4 separate regions of the Mus musculus genome follow, and regions 2, 3 and 4 are each linked to region 1. The links are chromatin contacts, called in public Hi-C and promoter capture Hi-C maps. All regions are on one chromosome and are shown on one strand. The core of a region is the stretch at or near the end of the contact, and the rest is flanking DNA. Distances in the headings are between cores, read along the strand shown. Region 1 holds the start of Asb1 (ankyrin repeat and SOCS box-containing 1). Region 2 overlaps Hdac4 (histone deacetylase 4). Region 3 has its middle 24 kb from the start of Gm46242. Region 4 overlaps Twist2 (twist basic helix-loop-helix transcription factor 2).

What was found. Promoter capture Hi-C pulls out the DNA fragments that hold promoters and counts their contacts. A called contact is a pair of places that touch in the nucleus more often than the background predicts.
Region 2: a promoter capture Hi-C map of second pharyngeal arch cranial neural crest shows a contact between it and region 1, with 6 times the contacts expected there. The contact joins the enhancer-like site here to the promoter of Asb1 in region 1. A contact is called at or near these places in 9 of 39 promoter capture datasets (the 3T3-L1 cell line, 3T3-L1-derived adipocytes, cranial neural crest and 5 more), 3 of 484 Hi-C or Micro-C datasets (the STO cell line, cerebellum and cortical neurons), 11 of 115 datasets of contacts at active chromatin or transcription factors (craniofacial prominence, embryonic basal ganglia, embryonic forebrain and 8 more) and 1 of 9 other capture datasets (embryonic stem cells).
Region 3: a Hi-C map of uterus shows a contact between it and region 1, with 2.1 times the contacts expected there. The contact joins the enhancer-like site here to the promoter of Asb1 in region 1. A contact is called at or near these places in 7 of 39 promoter capture datasets (the 3T3-L1 cell line, cranial neural crest, frontonasal cranial neural crest and 4 more), 1 of 484 Hi-C or Micro-C datasets (uterus), 10 of 115 datasets of contacts at active chromatin or transcription factors (SST interneurons, craniofacial prominence, embryonic forebrain and 6 more) and 2 of 9 other capture datasets (embryonic stem cells and pancreatic islet).
Region 4: a contact with region 1 is called in a promoter capture Hi-C map of second pharyngeal arch cranial neural crest, with 5 times the contacts expected there. The contact joins the enhancer-like site here to the promoter of Asb1 in region 1. A contact is called at or near these places in 3 of 39 promoter capture datasets (cranial neural crest, maxillary cranial neural crest and second pharyngeal arch cranial neural crest) and 5 of 115 datasets of contacts at active chromatin or transcription factors (embryonic stem cells, epiblast stem cells, fibro-adipogenic progenitors and 2 more).

Annotation. Positions count from the first base shown.
Region 1 is chr1:91,539,271-91,541,915 of GRCm38.p6, forward strand. It overlaps Asb1 (ankyrin repeat and SOCS box-containing 1), which reads left to right and starts at 1,295. Exons shown (of 5, transcript NM_001039126.2): 1 at 1,295-1,594. The coding sequence starts at 1,543.
Region 2 is chr1:91,962,512-91,965,156 of GRCm38.p6, forward strand. It overlaps Hdac4 (histone deacetylase 4), which reads right to left. Exons shown (of 27, transcript NM_207225.2): 17 at 2,269-2,315. Among named protein-coding and RNA genes, the nearest start is that of Gm46242, 84 kb to the left of the region's middle. RefSeq lists an enhancer at 417-2,645. Within about 2 kb of position 1,335, at least 23 of the 459 cell types and tissues checked have an H3K27ac peak or open chromatin away from gene starts, as enhancers often do. A contact at or near this core is called in embryonic limb bud, embryonic stem cells and second pharyngeal arch cranial neural crest, where this site is marked.
Region 3 is chr1:91,902,494-91,905,138 of GRCm38.p6, forward strand. No RefSeq gene overlaps it. Among named protein-coding and RNA genes, the nearest start is that of Gm46242, 24 kb to the left of the region's middle. Within about 2 kb of position 1,313, at least 23 of the 459 cell types and tissues checked have an H3K27ac peak or open chromatin away from gene starts, as enhancers often do. A contact at or near this core is called in uterus, where this site is marked.
Region 4 is chr1:91,843,523-91,846,167 of GRCm38.p6, forward strand. The region is part of intron 1 of Twist2 (twist basic helix-loop-helix transcription factor 2); the gene reads left to right. Among named protein-coding and RNA genes, the nearest start is that of Gm46117, 14 kb to the left of the region's middle. Within about 2 kb of position 1,314, at least 19 of the 459 cell types and tissues checked have an H3K27ac peak or open chromatin away from gene starts, as enhancers often do. A contact at or near this core is called in second pharyngeal arch cranial neural crest, where this site is marked.

The sequences.
Region 1 (2,645 bases), core at 45-2,544:
TGTTAAAGTATTTTAAATAAAACCTCAACATTGCTTCCATTAGTCTTAACAAATTTTTTTTTTCCCGAGCCAAAGCAGTAAGTCCAGTTTTGCTTGAGTTTTGGTCTCAACGAAGTTCTCAGGCTAGGGTGACAGCCTGGAGTTTTATCTCTGTCCCCTCACCCGTGACACTCCCTTTTCTGGAAGCAAACTGACACCTACTATTCCACTCTGTTTCCGAAGCTGATTCCTTTAGTGACCTATGTGTGGAAGAGTGCATTATTTGTTCGTTATTGCTGGCTTATTTCACTGAGCAGAGATCCTCCAGGGTTGGCCATGTTGTAACCTGGGGCAGAGGCTTTTTAAAGGATATATGGATGGCCACGACACCACATTTTGATGCGCATTTGGGTGGTTTTACCCTTGAGGTATCCCAGCCAGGGATGTGCAGCCGTGGAGCAGAGCCATAAGGCTGAGCCACCTCTGGCTCTTTGCCTTGCAGCGTCATTGGTGTCACCTGTCCCTCGTGCCAACGGTGTTATCAAGACCAAACACCACTGCAGGAATCTCCCCGCTCCCCTCAAAACCCTCAGAGCCCGTGGCTCTGTTCCAGGATGCCTCACACAGCTCCACAGACCTGTGCAACTGAGCCAGTCTGGGCACGAGGATTTGTTGGGCACCTATAGTCGCTAGCTCCCAGCTGGTGTGCCATGACCACACAAAGATGCAGACAAGTCACAGCCGCGGTGTTGGAGACTGTGGCCTTGCCTCCATCTCACAGGACAGCGGGGCGCTTCTGTCTCCTTAAGGCGCGGTCTCCCCCCGGTCCACTGGGGTCCTCCCCCTGCAAGGTACCTTCCCTAAGTTGTGTAGAGGAGAATGAAAGGACCCGACAGCGTCCATGCTTAAGAACTGTTCGTAACGCAACGCACACAGTGTGACCGATGTAAAATCGGGAGTGCTTGAGGGAAAGCCACTCTGTCAACACGCCTTGACCAAGTTACAGACACTATTGGCTCCATGGAGACATTCTGGGCTGCCTTCGTCTAACACAACTTTGCAAGTCACCGACTCGGAAGGCACCGTTTGGAGTCTCGTAGAAAGGACAGCAGCGCAGCCCCACGTCACTCAACACCCTTCAGCCGCTGCGATAGCGGACCACAGTCCACTGGGCCGTAACGGTCCCGCCCACGTCCCGCCCTCCAGTGGGCGGGAACAGAATCGACCAACCAGGAGTTCCTGAGGCATGCAAATAAGCCTCCGCCCCCAGAGGAAAGGCGTTTCCCCAGAAGCTGCTGCTGTTGCCTCGGGAGACGCAGTTTGGTCAACCCCGCTAATCAGCAATCAAGTCCGTTAGCCAGGCCGGAAGTGGAGACCCCAGCACCCTCCGTCCGGAGCAGGAAGTACGAAAAGGAGGCTCATACTCCCCGGAAGCCGAGCCCTGGACACGCCCACCTGCCGGAAACGCCGGCGGTGCTTCTCTGACAGCGTTGCTCTCTGACAGGATTGCTGCGGAGGTGGACAGGCGGCGGGGTCAGGGCGGAGGCTGAGGACCAAGTAGGCATGGCGGAGGGCGGGACCGGCCCCGATGGACGGGCCGGCCCGGGACCCGCAGGTAACGTGCGCGGCTAGGGGTAGTAGGGAGCGGGGTTGCGTCTTGGGGTCAGAGTGTCCCTTGGGCGTCCGGGACTCGGGTCCTCGGTCCTCGCAGGCCAGATCCGAGGAATCGCGCCCGGGGTCAGTAAGTGTGGACGTTAGGCTCCGCGCGGCCCTAGGCGCGCGCCCCCGCTCCTGCCTGGCCTCTCGTGGACATCCCTCCCACGGAGGTTTCTTTCTGGTGGAGCTAGCCTTGTAACTGCCACCCTGTTAGCCCATCCCCGTCAGCGATGACCCTGGCTGGACCATGGGGTTCGGATCTTCTTCCAGGTATGAGCTCACTGGTCAGTAAGGGCCCTCAGAGGTCAGCCTTCGTGCGGACAGGTTCCCTTTCCCCATCCCGCCAGCCAGTCAGCGCAGTAGCTACTGGACAAACGTCCTCCGCCCCACCTCCACCCACCTTAACGACAGTGCTGTCCCCAGAGAGCTTGCTAGTGCCACAACTCTTACAGGGGCGCTTGACCCACCTGCAGAAAAAGGGTGACACTTGCCACCTGCCTTAAAGCTGCTCCACTTTGCAGTGCTGCTACAATGGAACTAACAATTCCCAGGAGAGTTTCCTGGTACGGCGTCCACCTTGGGGTCTTTCTGAACCTGCTGGTAGGTGTTTGGTAGGTGTGCTTCTGCACCCATCTCTGATTTTAGAGTTCACTGAGCTCTCTTCTGTATGCAGAAAATCTGAGAAAGCCACAATGTTGGTACAGTCTCTTGTCATTCCTCCCTCCATCAATTCAACAAACTTTGTGGATGATGTCCTATTGGCCTGACTCACCTGGGGCTATCGGGGTGACATGAAAAAGCAAGGCAAGGCCTCTACCACCAAGAGCTTTGGTTGTCATTGAATTTGATCTCAGGGACAGACAAGATCTTTGAGTGGATTGACCTGTCATGCAGGAATGAGAAATGGGAGAGAGGTGGTTGGTCAAAGGGTAGCTATTTCTTAAGGTACAGAATAGTCCTGTGGAAGAAAAAGTGGTTTTGCACCCCACCCCGACCCCAGTGTTGTTTTA
Region 2 (2,645 bases), core at 85-2,584, 420 kb after region 1:
AAGCTCAGTGATCATTTCCTTCCCATGTGTGAAGAAAAAGCCTAGCTTTATTTTATTTTTTTCTTTGTACTTTTTTGGTGGCTGGAGAGACAGCCATGGGTTCTGGGAACTTAACTCTTATGTTTTTGGTTGTGAGCCTAGCCTTTAAGGATGGAGTCATCTCTCCAGCTTGAGCTTGACTTTATTAAAGAGCATGTCTAAGACATGGGGAAGGGACTACACATGACATGTGCCAGTTCTTCCAGGACTCTCTGTAGACTACTCTCTGGGCATCACAGGTCAGTGTCTGTAACCTGACCAAGCTCCTTTCTGCAGAGAGGAAGGAATAAACCCCAGGATTCCAGGCTGCTATCATGGCAAGACTTTCTGCTATTTTGTCCCCAGTTATGTCTACCAGCTGCTTCCGTTAGGGTGGTGATGCTAACGGGAGCAAGAGGAAAGTGCTTTATAGGAAGTACAGACAGAAATATCTGGGAAATGAAGCTGAATACTGACAACGGAGCATGTGGCAAATCTGGGTGAGCCCTGGGAATGAGGGGCTCAAGTTGCAGTCGGAGGAGGTAGAAGCCAGCAGAAGCCAGCCTACATTTCCAGGCAGGGCAGGGCAGGAGCAGGAAGTCAAAGACACAGGCCTTTACTAGTCTCAAGTTCACAATAATGAGGTGAACAAAACAGAAGAGTTTTTATTTGGTTTGGAAAAAAAAGATCAAAAGTATTTCAAACTTTTACTTAACAGAGCGAATAAGGATTGGTTTTTTACATTCTAAAAGAACTACCATATGACAGAACTGGCAATGGGAAGCTGCTTCCAGGTACAGAGGGGCCTGCCCTTAGGTCCCCACTCCTCATCCCACACAGGTCTCAGATTTCCCATAGCATCTGCACTGCTCTTTCTGACACCTCAGTGGGTGGAGGGGGAGCGAGCCCTGGAAATCTTGGGAGGAAAACTGAGTCCATGGCTGTAGCAGAGACCCAAAGAGACACTAAGTCAGAGCTTCTGGGCTGCCTTGCTGCCTCTGGGCCTCCCTTCTGCAGGCTGGGCCCCATGGGCTCCCCTCACATCTGTTCAGTACGCCTGCATTCATTTGGCATGCCGGTTGGACCTCAGATCTGGGGTTAGTTGTGCAGGAGTCTGCCTGGGTTTGACCCCTAGGTCTGAGCTTGCATTTAGTTTTCATTTGCAAATTATAAATGCTGCCTCGCACAGGACCCTCTGGCTGCAGGGCAGTGCAAATCCAAATCTTTTCAAGTTGGGCCAAAAATTTGCCCTGAATTAAGAGATTGCAGCCTATTTACAATACAAAACAAAATAACTCCAGGAGAGCTTGGTGGTAGTATGAATAGATGCCATCATTCTCTTTCTGACGGGGCAATTTTCAAAGCAGCGATTTCTGTAAAGACTCAGGAAGAAAACAATTTTGTTTCATTTCCATAACAGAATCCAGACCTCAGCTTCACCTCACAATCTGTGATCAAACACAGCACAGGTTTTGCTAGGACAAGTTTGGCCATGTGTTGGCCCAACACACCAGGCGCTGTTGTGACTCTGAAGGTCAGAAGATCAGACAGGAGGCTTGGTCCCACTCTCTTATCCCAGGGGACAAGAGTACTGCAGAACCTCTGCCTCCTGAGGCCAATTTGGCAGCACAAGCTAAGGCTGTCTACACAGGTGGAGTAGATATCTTGACGGCTGCCTAGTTTTTTGTCATTTGTGTGTCTGAGTCTGTTCTCCAAGTGACTAGCTACTCGTATCACCTGGTTATAGAAATGCAAGGCCACCATAAACCAGAGAATGTCTTACAAATGTCATCTGACCCATGGATGCTCTGGTCACTGCACAGAAAACTATCTGGAGTACAAACTAGAGCGTGGCAAGAAAAGTCCACAATTCCCTAAGAGGCCTCTGTGGCCTGTATGGACAAGCATGTAGCACTGCTGTGAACGTACGCCATGAGGCACAGTGTACACATGAGGTGCGTAAGAGCTGTGGCCTAGTAAGATGCATTGTTAGACAACCTTCCCCAAAGAAAGGTGCCTGAGTTCCGTGAAAAAAAAACAAAAAAAACAAAAAAAACAAAAAAACCAAAAAAAACCAAAAACGCTCTCAGTCCCTTTGAAGCCCCAGATGGCCCCGCCCACCCCATAGTACTGTTTATGGAAAACACCTGGCAGCCATTACCCACTCGAGAGAGCAAGGCAATGATTTCTGTGACCACTGAGGCCCTGAGAACAAACAGGACATTATTTACACATTAAAGAAATGCTTACCCCAACACCACCACAAGGAAGCCTGACGAACACTGAGGTCAGCGAGCCTGTGGGGAGAAGGACAGGGTCAGAAGATCAGGGTAGCACTGGCTCTGTGAGTGCCCAGTCTGAAAAGCATGCTGTGGACCCTAGGACAAGACTGGTTCTTAGAGTCCCACAGGCTCTGCTGCAAGACTCTACCACCAGGCAGCAAGGGCAAGGAGAGTGGCTCTGCCAGAGTCTGAAAGGAAGCAGCGTTTTATGGGTAGGCAGCCACAGGAGGTGGGAGTGGGCCCCTGAGGAGTTGGCACAGCCTTGCACAGTCCAGACACCATGCTGCCCATACATCTTGTGGGTAGGGGAGCTTGTTTGTACCTGACAGTGTTCCTATTACAGAA
Region 3 (2,645 bases), core at 63-2,562, 360 kb after region 1:
AGTTCTTTATGTATGGTGGACCCCAGCCATACAATAACTTCTGTTGCTATTTCATAACTGTAATTTTGCTACTGTTATGAATTGTAATGCAACTGTCTGATGTGTAGGATTTCTGATATGAGACCCCCATGAAAGGGTCATTTGACCCCCAAAAGGGTCATGACCCATGCGTTGAGAATCACAGATCTAATGTTTTGCCACCACTGATTTTTCTTTTCCAGTGAGCACCTGTATGACATCCATGGTTTCTGATTGGCCATGTTCTGTGTCAGTCACACCTTTGCATTTCTGTCCTTTTCTGGTCACCCAGTTGCTCCTTTTAGGCTCTCTCTCTCTCTCTCTCTCTCTCTCTTCTCTTCTCTTCTCTTCTCTTCTCTTCCAGATGCTGAAAAGGTCACTTTGGGCCACTGGTAGACAGTTCTTGCTCCCATCCCCCTCTTTTCCCATCCAGAGCCCCTCCCACACACAGGTTCTCATCTGGCTTGCAGGGACTCCTCTCCTCGGGGCTGCACCCCTGGGAGTGTGAGGTGGATGACAGTCAGCCCTGAGTGAGTGGCATTCCCACCAGGCAGGCTGCAGGCTCCTTCCACCTCCTGGGTCTGCACCACAGAGGTGGGGTTGGAAGCTCTTATCTGTGCTTTTAGTCTACTTCCCTTTGGGCACCTTGGATCTACACACCTGACCCTGGGAAACTCTCAGCTTAGTCCCCTTTATTGTGTCCTGAGGTCCTCACCTTGTTTTGGGGGTGGCTAGGACTCTAAACTATATGAGCCTCTTCCTGCTGTAAATGCCAGTAGAGATGAGATCTGATAGTGTACACTTTCAAGCCAGAAGACCCCCATCTTTTTGTTTTTCTTAAGCCGTCTGGGATCCAACACTGAGTACCACCTGTGCAGTTGGCAGCAAAAACACACACACATTGGCAGCAAAGGTCCTAGACCGTCCCAGAGGACTCTGCATTCTCGTGTAGTACTCCATTGGCAACTACTCTCAAGCTTGGCCCAGTGCTTTAAAGCCCCCTCACAAGAGATGAGACCCTGGTTCAGGGCACAGTGTGGACAGATCTCAGGTGGGCAGGACACCCAGCCCTCCCCTTCCCCACCCACTGTTTATGAAACAGGGCTAGAGTTTTACTAAAGACAGAACGGGCTTTTGGCTTCAAGCTGTTCTGGCCTTGTGCCTGGAAACAAATAAACAAAAACCTCCCGGAGGCCAAAAACTTACAAAATGCCTGGTGAACTGCCTGGAATTGGACAAGAGAGAAACACACAGGACAACAAAGGTTTAACATCCAGACCGTCCAGTTTGACATCAGGATGAGGGGCAGGAGCCAGTGAGCCACCCTTAGAGAACACATCTTCACTGACAATCTGATAGTCACACAGGCTGCGGGTCCAGAGTCCAGGAAGGTGGAGACATTTGGTGCAGGCCACAGGGTGCCCAGGTCCATCCCGAAGGCTGTGTCTCAGGCCCACATGGAGCAAGGCCACACTGGGTTACTGACAAAATCCTCCCTGATGTTTAACTGTGTTTAGTGGGCTGGGGAATGGTATGTTTATGTGTTTACAACATGTAAGTCAGGAGTGTTTCTCATGACTGTCTCTTAAAAGAGGCAAGCTTTAATTACTGAACCTTGTAGGAACACCACGGGCTACAGTGGCCTTGGCTCGGCAGAAGGCTGTGCTCTGTCCCCTGGAGAGGATGTGGTGACTGGCTCTCTGTCCTGTGTATGCTCCCTGCTACCTCCACAGCCCCTCCTGAGCAAGGGACTCTAGTTTCATAGCTGGCTGTGTCTGCCTGTGCCTGTGACATAAACAGACTTATGGCTTTGATGGTGTCACCTCTGAAAGCTGTGTGTGACCCTAGTGGGTGACAGGGGCTTAGCAGACTGAATCTTAAGCTGGACAGTCTGGCTAGGGTGGACTCCAAAAATCCCATGACAGTGTCCTTAGGAGGTGAGTGGGAAAGGCCACTTGGGGATGCACTTGTATGTCTTCTCTACAAACCACGCAATGCCAGGGCCCCCAGCCACCCAAGAATGGAGAGAGGCCTGGCATGGGTTTTCTCTCAACCTCTGAAAGAACTAACTCAGCCACCACAACCTGGGACACTTGGCCTCCACAGCTGGAAGAGTAAGTCACAGCTTTTAGCCACCAAGCTCCTGTTTTCTTAGATCAGCCTCAGGACACTCAAGCAGGAGCTGCAACTGACATGTGATAAACACCATGACCAAAGCAACTCATCGAGGAAAGCGTCTATAGTCCATCAGGAAGCAAAATCCAGACAAGAACTCAAGGCAGGAGCCTGGGGGCAGAAACTGAAGCAGAGGCCCTGGAGGAGAGGTGGGTACTTTCTTGCTTGCCCTGACTTACTCAATCTACTTTCTTATGTCATCCAAGACCACTTGTCCAGGGTGGACTTCCACCAATGACTGAGAAAATGCTCCACGGTCTCAGGTACAGCCCGATCTGAAGAATGCACTTCCTCGGTTGGCACACCCTCTTTCCCAGTAAGAGAGACAGCTTTGCAGCATGAGAGCACTAACCAGGCAGACAAAAGTCACTCACGAGGCCAGAGAAGCAGCACCACACTGGTGAAACTGTCCCCACTGGGGACGACGCATTAATGTCAACTCGGAGATTTCC
Region 4 (2,645 bases), core at 64-2,563, 300 kb after region 1:
CCTGGGGCCACTTAGTAGGTGCTAGTGTGTGCTCCTCATGGAAGTCTCTGCCCCATGCACCTGATGTGTCCTCTTTTTTGATCATTGCTTGCTCAGAGTTCAGGGACTCCTGACTGCTGTCCATCCCCTCTCTCCAGCCACCCATTGGTAGTTGGTGTGGGCAGCTCAGAAGGTGTGTCTAGATGCATTCAGGATGGGAAGGGACCCAGGTAGAAGGTGAGGCTCTCTAGAAGCCCAAGTGTTCCCCCAAGTTGGATGAGCAATGGGACCCCTGTGGTCTGATGGCATCCTCAGCTTCTAGTCCAGCTGTACTCAGCCTTCCATTTCCCCAACCTCTGTGGAATCGGAATCCCAGGAGTTAAGAGGGTCTTGGCGTTAGGGCTAGCAGGGTGTCAGTATGGGAAGTAGAAATCAGGAAGGCAGGCGCAGACTGGCAACTTGAACAAACTGACAGGCCTTAGGGCACTGTGGAGCCAAAAGTTCATCCTTTCCTCATTCTAGGGGCAAAGAGGTCAAGTCAGGTAGGGAAGCCTGCTGGACTTCTTTGTACTATAGATGACGGCCACACCCATAGTCTGTGGTCACTTTCCCTTCCACCTTTTGGAGTATCTCATGAGAAACCCAGCTGTATTTATTTGTGTGTGTGCTTGCGTGCATGCATGCATGTATGCACGTATGTGTATGCATATGTATGTGGATGCACGCACATGCACGTGTGTACTTTGTGCTTCTTCTGACAGTTGAGTAAGTCTCCTCTGCAGCAGCATCTGGCTTGCACTTTCACTGAGACGATTTACAGCATCCCAACCATGGTCTATCCTTGAGACGGTTTTCAGCGTCTCCCACTGTGGTCTAGTTTATATGTGTGTTTCTTCTGTCAGATCCTCTGACACTTTCTCTGCTTTTTTCAGCAACTAGCACCATCCTTTGCACATGCCAGACACTCAGCACATATGCTAGAAGGTGGATGAATGTGCACACGGGTGGCAGGAAAGAAGGGAGGGAAGAAGGAGTGGGAGAGAGAAAGAGTGAGATGAATGGAAAGATAGACATGTGGCAGACAGACACCTCCCATCCCTTCTCCTTGCCTCACTTGCTGGAGACTCACTAGTGTGGCATGCCTTCCTTCGGCCAACGTGAGGCCCTTATGAACTTCTTAGTGTCTAGGAGTCTGCTTCAAGGACCACTGACCCCTGCTTTCAGTCCAGCTGCAGCTCTGCAGCCTGCTCGAGCCAGGCAGAGCCAGAGTGAGCCACAGGAGGCCCATGCATGGGGCTCGGGTAACCCTTCAGTGGGGAGGCCATCTTGAGCCCAGATGTTTTACATTTGCCCATGTCTACAGACATGTGGGGGTCAAGGTGACATCAAGGGGGTTAGGCCAGGAGGCTCTCAGTCAAGAAGACTAATGAACCTGCCACTTGCTTCTGCCTGAGCCCCAGGCCCCTCCGGCAGATGAAGCCAACCCCCAAAGCCTACCCTATTGGGACAGCCCCTGCCATTCTTGGCTTTTCATGGACCATCCTGTGCTTCCCGTGGAGGGCTGGCTCAGCTCAGATATCAAAAGCCATTGTAATTATTTCCTCCCACTGAGGAAGGCTTCCATTTAGCTTTCTCCTCCCCCTCCTCTATTAATTATCTAATTATAACCACATTCTCCAATAGAGCAGCCTTTGACTCTCTGCCCAGGACCACTTAAAAAGGCTTAAATATTTGGAGTGCTCTGAACTTGAAAAAAAAAGAGGAAGGAGGGAGAAAGAGAGAGCAAGCAAACACACGTTGGTGTGTGTGTGTGTGTGCGCGCGCAAGTGTATGTCTCTGTGTGTCTGTATGTGTGTCTGTGTGTGAGTCTGTGTATGTATGTGTGTCCCTGTGTGTGTGCGCGCATGCCTAATTTTAGTGAAAATCTTAGATGTTTTAGATTGTTGTGATTCCAGAAGGGGGAAGCATTCCGGAGCTTTAAGAAGCACCTCTCAGAGCTCAGGTCTCAGGAACAGTATTGCTGAATGTCTGAGGCTTTTGCACACTGGTCAGTGAAGGGGTGGCGATGTGGTGTGCTGCCCTGAGCAGCCAGTAACAAGTCAGATGCAGTGTCTGCTGTGGCTGCAGCCCCGAGGATGGCTCTGACCTGGCCATTCCCTCCCTTAGTGGCATCATTACCCACCTGGATGAGACTTTCAGCATGCTGCTGATTCCTGGCAGCAGCTTGTGCCAACTCACATGTCTTCCACGCTCTGGGCACCGTGCAGCGGTAAAGCAAGCTTGAATTCATGGCCACCCCCTCTTATTCTGGCTCACCAACCAAATTCCATTTTCAATGAGCTCGAGGGGGGCAGAGATGAGTGGTGGAGGCCTGTTGTCAAAACCTCCAGACTCCTCAAGGACCTGGGCATCCCTCCTGCAGGTGCCCTTTCCCTGCCTGTCTCCATACCACCCTCTCCAGAATGCTGGGTTCAAAATCAGCTTTTGCTAAGGGAAGGTAGACTGCTGCTGAGCAGAGCACCCATAAGTGTGCATATATGATGCCTATGTATACCCATATATGTATGTGTAAGGGAATTGCCCCAGGGCTCATGGGTATGTGGCATGTAATTACAGTGTCTTCCATGAGCATGACATTTGACCTGCTAACCACATCCAAAAGCTAC